Linked DNA regions of Rattus norvegicus: all the other regions are linked to region 3. Evidence: chromatin contacts called from public Hi-C data. All regions are on one chromosome and are shown on one strand. Each heading gives the region's core, a stretch centred on a gene start, on an enhancer-like site or on the middle of the called end of the contact. The rest is flanking DNA. Distances are from core to core; before and after follow the strand shown.

Region 1 (2,885 bases), core at 113-2,612, 170 kb after region 3:
AATATGTATTTAAATTCAAAATTTCTCACGATAAAGTGTTGGTAGAAAAGGCTAATAGTAAAACTGTGTGATTATAAGTAAGGTGATATTATTGTTAGAAAACCTGTGACCAAAAAGATGTTTCTTTGAATGATTACTTCTTTAAGCTATGAGGAATTCCTTTTTGCATTATTTTCCTAAGAAACAATTAGACTAGAAGAAAGCCCAGCAATAGAGCATTTACCTAACACACACAAGGCCAAGTTCTTTCCCCAGCTCAACAAACAAACAAACAAACAACAACAAAGCAATGCTAATGATATTCACTACAAAATTATCTGAAGACTTATCTAACATTCTGAATGTACAGCTATAAATTGTGTTCACGGTGTGTTCAATATAAAAATAATACAATCATTGGGCTTAATATGTCTTCTGACAAGATTTTCAGAACCAAGCAATTCCTGACTTAAAAACAAAAGCAAGATTATCCCGTTCCCAAATGACTCAGAGGAAAAAAATGGTGGTAATGACATCAGGCACAACTCCAGAAGTCAATGGAGCACAGCCAAGCTGGGTCTGTAAGGATTCAACACGAAGGTGTGAATGTTAATGCTGAATTGTGCTTGACATCAACTGTATGAGATGAAGAAAAAGTTGGGTAGTTTTGTTTCGTTTGTTTGGAGTTGTTTGTTTGTTTGAACCTTTGGTGATTTGGGCATGTTTAACTCATCTGTATAGGTAACAATCGAGGCCAAAATTCTAAGATATATCAACTTTATAACTTTACAGTATTTGTGTACAGAATTTGGAGGCTTTCTCCAAAAGGGGTTGGGGGTTGCCTTATTTCCACATTTTTCTTCACTTTGAACTCTACTGGTTTTCTGCAACAATGCTTTAAAAAAAAAAAAAAACTATCAGCAACTGTTAATTCCATTTCATCCTAAAAGCAGTAAATGCACGTTTGTGATTCCTTAAATAACTGAACAATTGGTTAGTGCATACCTAAACTGGGATATCCACAGAACTGTTTTTGCTAACTACAAACATAACTTTACGTGACAATTGTGTTGCTGTAAATATACCCACCGCAAGGTGTAGAATAAAAACATATAGATAACAATGGCAGAGGCACGCTACCTGTCATATAGGTCGGGCATGTTTCATTAGAAAGAGACGGTTCCAGAGTCCCAGGCAAGGAAGGAGACAGTTCCCTCACCTAGGACGCTGGATACTGCTAGAAGGTTTCCGAAGCCCCTCAGATAGGAAGGACCCGCAGCGCCCGATTTCCCAGTTGCTACGCTTAGTTGCTAAGACACCAACTGTCGCGCAGGAAGAGCCGACTGTGCGCTCCCTTTGGGCGCCGTAGTAAATCGTCTCAGGGTCGAGCGCATTGGTTCCGGAATGAGCTCTCTCTTCTCCAGGAGAGACCGGAAGACTAGGAGAATCGGGAGTGACGCTTCTGGGCCGCGGAGCACTGTGGGAGGAGGCTGTCTCTAATTTCTCCTCTCCCCCTCCCCCCTCCGGCCAAGATGTCTGACATGGAGGATGATTTCATGTGCGATGATGAGGAGGACTACGACCTGGTGAGACGCAGGGAGCGGGCCGGGGCTGGAAGTAGGATGTGGCGGTGGTGCCGAGGCCGAGAGGCTGCAGCTTCTCCCCCGGGGGCGCGTTGGCCCGGTTCCACGCTGCAGGGTTCCCTCCTCGCCCGGCGTCGCGGGCCTGCGGGGCCTGGGAAGAGAGGGAGAGAGGCGGCGGGTCAGCCCAGGCCGCTGGGCCCTGGGATAGCGCAGGAGGCCGGCCGCGGCCGGTTCTCATCTTCTCTCTGCCCGCCGCCGAGCCGCCACTGCCCGGCGCTTAAGTCTGGGCCCTACCGGGCCCATATCTTCTTCACTCTGACCTCAGCCGGTGCCAGATGCTTGGAGAGTGAAAACTGAGGGGTGCGGGAGGCGGAGGGTCCGTCCTGCTCCCAGATCCTACTGCAAAACTCGGGAGTCTCCCCCAAAACAGCTTAAGAATCTCGCCCAGGGTCAGTTTGGGTCCCAGGTTAAGGCTCAGAGCAAGAATGGGGGGTGGGGAGTGGGGTAAAGTAGTTAAAACTGCTCGTCCTGTTCTCTAAAAAAAATGTCAAGCTGGGAAAAAGGATTTGCTTTTTGTTTGGTTGGGCCGGGGAGAGGTAAGAGTTAAGGGAATTAGAACCAATGATCTTTTTCCTTGATTTAAGAAATTTCCCAGCATCGTTGTTTGAATTGTCAATGGCATAAAAGTAAACTTGCCTAGTTTGGTGATTCCTTTTTAATTTAAGGTTTAATTTGTGAATGGATTTACAGGTCTTAAACTGGACCTCATGTTTTATGTTGATAGTCAAAAAACGCACACCTGTGTAAGAACTAAGAATAGATGATCTTGATTCCCCAAATTAGTGTCAGTTTTGTTTCCTAATTGGGAAGCATCTGTTCGGTCCTTAGGAAATTTCAGTGATACTGCATTTTGGTGAAGTTGTGGAGTACATGCTTTGAGAGCTCTGGTTCATCTTTTAGGTGTCATATTCTCAAAGAATTAGTATTTTGATTTTGAGTTACTGTGTAACTTCTTCATATAGGTGAATCTGTAAATCGTTTCCAATTTTTTTTAAAGGTTTTCATTTTACAGAAAGGCATGTTTTGCAAAAGGAAGAAGGAAGTGCTATGACTGGGGAGTCATAGTAGATGCTTGGTAATTTAAATAGAGAATTTTGTTATATTTGTTCAAACCCAAGGTAGTTGTAAGCAGATACTAAACTTTTCTCTCTTATTTTGCTTTTGTTTCCATTACAAGTAGTTTTTAAAATCTTTACTTACTTCCTTTCCTAATAGTCTATTAAATACATGAATTTTTAGATGAATGAATATTAGCACTAGGAT
Region 2 (2,700 bases), core at 95-2,594, 190 kb before region 3:
TGTTGTCTTATTTTGGTTTGGTTTGGTTTTGGTAAGCTGTATTACTACGTCACATAGACTTCCCATTCATAGTCTGTTGTTCAATGCTGAAGTTTGGTGGCCAATTCTGCTTTTACCCCTCTTCCTGAACATTCCTAGAAGCAAGAACTTAATGGGTTCCAATAATCCTTTGCTTTCATCGTCATTAGTAGGATACATACTTGCAGTTTGGAGTCTTTAATACACACACACACACACACACACACACACACACACACACACACACACACACACAAATGTCAGTAAAAATGACAGGCTCGTAATGGCCAGTTCATGGTCTCCCTGAAATACTGACTTTGTGATACATGGGTGAAGGTACTTTTATGGGAATTCTAGAATCTGAAGATTTGTAGTACCCAGAGAAAGCATGGGTACGAGAACAGCTACACTGAAATGGCTTAAACGGTGTTCCATCCCCCAAACCAGCAGAGATCAGCACTGGAACGGCAATGTCTTGGCAGCATCGGGTCAGGATTTTGACTTTTGGAGGATTTCTGTGGAACTAATTTAATTGTGCATCATTGGAGTGCTGAAGAAGAGGCATACAGATATAAGGGGGTACATAAGATAAAAAATAGTAGGGTAATACATGGTTCAGCATGTTGCTTCTCCATCAGGAGGGAGGGAAGGGATCAGAGCGTAGGCCTGTCATTCTGACTCTTTGGAGGCCCACACAAAGGGCTTTTATTTCTCTAGCTTGACATTAGCCAGTGATAGTAAACTGACTTAAATTAGAAGCATGATTATCACTGAGAACAAGGGAGAGCAAGAAAGTTTGCTATTCCATAATGAAAACCCCTGCAGAACCTCAAGAGACACAAGGGGGAGCAAGAGATTGAGAATCCATGAAAAAGAAACAGACCAACTTGAAAAATCAGCATGACAACCAAGACTTTGCAGCTCTTAACTACCAGCTTCAGGATGATAATCTCTTAGCTAGTCTCAAGGATGAGAGTCATCTCCTGCAGGAAGCCATTTTATCAGTAACTATTTTATCAGAAGTACAAACTCTAAGAAACGAGAGTTTTTAGAAAGAGAAACAGATATGGTAACTTGGCCTAAGAGAGAAACATATTAAATCCCCAGAAGCCAACCCCAAAGAAACAGATGTATATAATTACTGGACAAAGAGTTCACAAGAACTCCTTTTAAAAAAATCAATCAATCTATCTATCTATCTATCTATCTATCTATCTATCTATCTATCTATCTATCTATCTATCTGCCTGTCTGTCTGTCTGTCTGTCTGTCTGTCTAATGATTGATCGATCTATCTATCTCTGTATCAATGTTGATATATAGATATATTTATAGTTGTGTGTTTTTGTGCTAACCACTGCCTACCTAAAAGGCTGTTCTCTGACCAAGGATGACAGCAGCATTGATATAGCAGCATAATCATAAACATTAGATATTTTGGCCAATGTGTTCCACTTAACAAAACAATAGTAGTATGTCCCACCTAGAATATAGCACCTTTCCAGCTTCCCCACTCCCAGATTCATGACTTGATAAAATGTAATCCACTAAGTCCAGTTAGTGCTGGCCATCTGTGCATGGGTGGGGCTATTCACTGGGAATTCTACCAGTGACCACGTCATCCAAAGAGAATGATTCTTCCTCCCTTGGCAACTATCAATTGCCAATGTCTCCTTAGCAAGGGGTGGGGCCTGGAATCATGTCATCTGCAAATAGAGAAACTGTGTCTTCTTCCTTTCCTATTTGCATCCCCTTGATTTACTTCTCTTGTCTTATCGCTCTAGTGAAGACTCTCAGCACTGTCTTGAATAATAAGAGTGGAGACAGTGGACACAGGCCTTATGGATTATAAATACTTTTTGTTTTTCCTATTTAACATACTATAGGCTTGTTGTATAGTCTTTATTATGTTGAGATATGTTCTCTCTCTCTGTCTGTGTGTGTGTGTGTGTGTGTGTGTGTGTGTGTTTTAAGATATGTTCTTTCTATTCTGAGTTTCTTCAGGATTTTTAACTTGTTTTTGAGATTATAATTATACCATTTCCCTTTGTTTATTTTCCTCTCTATAGACTCTGCCATGTATCTAACCCCTGCTCTCATTCAAATTGATGGTATGTTTTCCTTTCTGTGTGAGTGTGTGTGTGTGTGTGTGTGTGTGTGTGTGTGTACACATTTATATGCAACCTGTTCATTCTCATTCTGCACAATGTTACTTGTATGTCTATGTTTTCAGAACTGATTGGTATTGGGTAACCAACTGATGTGTTATTCCTCATGAAAGACTTTCTCCTGCCCTCAACATTCCTTAGTTGCCTGTAGTTCTTTTCCAGGGCTGAGGCCTCTTGAGATTTACTCCTTCCACAGTAGCATGACTATTAGTGTCATCCTTGTTCAGATGACGTTTAGGCAGCCCTGTTGGTGAGACTTTACTTAGGTGGCTCCTCTGACATTTCTAGGTGATATACTCTCATACTAAACTTCCTTTTCCTTTGGCTCTCACAGTCTTTCCAGCCCTCTCTTCCACAGTGATCCTTGAGCCTTGGGTATTGTAGATATATCAGTTGGGAGTGGGTTCTGCAACTCTGCATTTTGACCAGTACATTTGTTTGTTTTACAATGGTCTCAGATTGCTGTAAAGGGAGAGAATGACACTTATCTGTGGGTATACGATAAATATTTAGA
Region 3 (2,717 bases), core at 16-2,515:
ATTTCCATGTGTGGGTTTTAAATACCTAAGGTAAATGTTGAGTGTGTGCTCTATGTCATTTAATTTAATACTACTAAGATTGGTAACTAAATGTAACCTAAATGAAAATCCAAGCCCTGATGTTTTAAGGTAAAAGAGCAAGTGGATTTTGAGGGGAAAGGGGAGTGCTCCAGGTGAAAATCTCAGACACAACCTGTCTTCCAATTCAGCTCACAGTCCTCAGAGTTATGTCCCTCTTAAATTAGCAACAGAGACCTGCACGACAGAGACCCTTGATAAAGAAACCGTTAGGAAGATCCGGTCCCTCCTGGGTGGGGAGTTAAGGAGTACAAATCACTAGACCAAAGATGGTTGAGGCATTACCGACTCCCTTCTGTTTTAGAAGCACACAATTGTCGATGCTCAGAATGCAGATTCTTAACCGGTTAGTACCATGGAAGAGCCCTTTCAAAGGCAACTCAACTGATAAAGACAGATACATCCTCTGCTCCTCAACTAATGGCTGGTAGTTTCCTGAACCTTCTGAGAACTCTATGCAAACTGCCACTGAGCTTTGCTAAGAAAACAATCACACGTCCTCTTGAGTACTTACTCACTGAAATGTTTTCTTACTAAAGAGTATTTTGGTTTTAAACCATAGTATATTTTCTAACTGGCTCGTGCTATCAGTTCCAACCATAAGGTGAGTACACTTGCCCTATTACCAGAGAAATTTTAGGGATTTAGTGCAGAAATCCCGAGGTAGAAAAATTAGGACTTGATATTTTACACTGGTTTTTGCCCCCATCGGAAAGGAGAACATGGCACCAGAGAGTGAACCTTAAACAAACCATAAAGAGCTAAGCAGGGTTGTGGTAAAAGCATCACTTACTGTAGCTGTTCCTCATCTCCTGGGTCCCTTTCACTTTGCCTCGTTTGTCAATCCTCAGGTACCACTGGGTGCGACAGAACAGTCTCCTCACCCTTATATCCCCTCCTTCCATGTAGTCATAACTTCTCGTGTGTCGCTCGGGGCTAGAACAGTTCACGCTCGTGGCCGTCTGCTCTGGACTCATGTCATTGCAAGCTAAAGATATGGTGCCCACAAGACAGACGAGGTGGAAGCACGATCTGTAGAGCGGAGTCGGCAGGATCCGTGTCAGTATCCATTTGCGCATTATAGAGCAGTGCCCCGGGTGTCCATGAATAACATAATGAGAACTGGACCTTGAGTTGATCGCTACTCCTAGGTCATGGGCCTCCTCCTGTCTGTGAACTGGAGATTGATTTGAGAAAAGGTCCTCGCTCTTTCCAAACTGTTAACCTTATCTTTTAGCTTCTGATGCCAATAAGAGGATTCCTTCTTCAGGAGCACAGTTGATGGGTATATCCTTGTAGAAACCGGTCGGAACAAGGCCAGTTGCTGCCGTGCATTTGCTGCTTGACTTCTGTTCGCAATGAAAGATTAGGAATGGGGAGGGGGAGGAGAAAGGGAGATAAAAAAAGAAATGTATGTATAAATTTCAGTAGGTAAATAGTCTAACATCTCAGTGTGACCAAATGTCGAAAGCTCATTTAAAACAGCTTCCACAGAAGATGTCAACATCTTTGCCACTTTGCACGTAGAGTCAGAAGAGCTATGCATTAGTGGAGAGACATCACAAGAAAACGGCACCATTCATTCCAGTTGCTATCTTGTTAGGAAACACCGTGTACTTACAGCTATTGGGTTAAATCGAGTTTTACAGCCACTATCGACAAAGTTGAAACACTCTCCTTGGGATCCATGAGTATACGCTTTTACATTTGTGCTTAATAATTATTTTCTCTGAAACTGCCCAGATTTTTCAAGTTAAGTGTCAGGATTGCCCTGGAGAACTTCAAGCGTCTCTTTCCATACGTACTACAGCACAATTTCTGTAGATATTTACACAGCTAAAAAGCCACCCCTCCCTCAGTACTCTAACCATAGAGAGAGAAAATCTTTCAGAAAAGATTCAGCATTGTTTAAAAGACAAATAACAGTAACTTACTTGTTCTGTTTGGAACAGCTGGGTACACAAGAGTTCCGTGTCTGCTGTCTGCCTGGTGCAACTTGAGCCTCTACTGTAGCTACAAACTATTTCTCAGCTGAGAAGTCCTCCAGCAGAATCATAATTGTTTCCATAAATCAACAGGCAAAAGGATTTTCTCCGTGTGTGAGCGCGTGCGCTTGTGTGAGTGCGTGGACCCTTTTATTCAGAGATTTTCAATAAATACCTTTGCTGACCTCATTGGAAGCAATTAAAGCTTAACCAGTGAGCTGTTCGTTGTCTGAAACAGCAGGAATAGATGAAGGCTTGTGTACCGTTGAGTGGTCATAAGGGGGAGCTATGGACACGGCTTTGGTTTAAATCCACAAGTGGGCATCCGCTCTGTGGAAACAGACCTCTGATTCTCAAGCACTTACATAGAGAAAGGGAAGTGTTAGCCCTTTTAAGCACAGAAGCTGTACAGTCTGTGAAAAACATTTCCTAGAACATATAGAAGGGCTTTCAATAGTTAGATGGTCTTTACAATACACTGGGGAGGTAAGTTCATATTCCTTCATACTCAGAGTACTAGAGCAGCAGGCTCAGGGCTGAGAGTAGGTATTCCTAGGCAAGAACATACCTTTTCTCAGATAGTGCACCATTGTGTGTGAGTCTTAGTTTCTTATTAGACTGGGATTCTAACAAACAATGTGGCCTTGGATCAGT

Evidence for each region. Hi-C and Micro-C count contacts between places; a contact is called where the count stands out from the background.
Region 1: a Hi-C map of Schwann cells shows a contact between it and region 3, with 7 times the contacts expected there. The contact joins the promoter of Cops2 here to the promoter of Fgf7 in region 3.
Region 2: a Hi-C map of the A7r5 cell line shows a contact between it and region 3, with 5 times the contacts expected there. The contact joins the enhancer-like site here to the promoter of Fgf7 in region 3. A contact is called at or near these places in 4 of 12 Hi-C or Micro-C datasets (the A7r5 cell line, the Rat2 cell line, Schwann cells and 1 more).

What each region holds. Positions count from the first base shown.
Region 1 is chr3:133,561,970-133,564,854 of GRCr8, reverse strand. Cops2 (COP9 signalosome subunit 2) reads left to right here and starts at 1,362. Exons shown (of 13, transcript NM_153297.2): 1 at 1,362-1,565. The coding sequence starts at 1,512. It also overlaps a transcript of Galk2 not described here.
Region 2 is chr3:133,925,310-133,928,009 of GRCr8, reverse strand. No RefSeq gene overlaps it. Among named protein-coding and RNA genes, the nearest start is that of Dtwd1, 81 kb to the right of the region's middle. Within about 2 kb of position 1,344, at least 1 of the 93 cell types and tissues checked has an H3K27ac peak or open chromatin away from gene starts, as enhancers often do.
Region 3 is chr3:133,734,175-133,736,891 of GRCr8, reverse strand. Fgf7 (fibroblast growth factor 7) reads right to left here and starts at 1,265. Exons shown (of 3, transcript NM_022182.1): 1 at 872-1,265. The coding sequence starts at 1,157. The region is part of intron 11 of Fam227b (family with sequence similarity 227, member B); the gene reads left to right.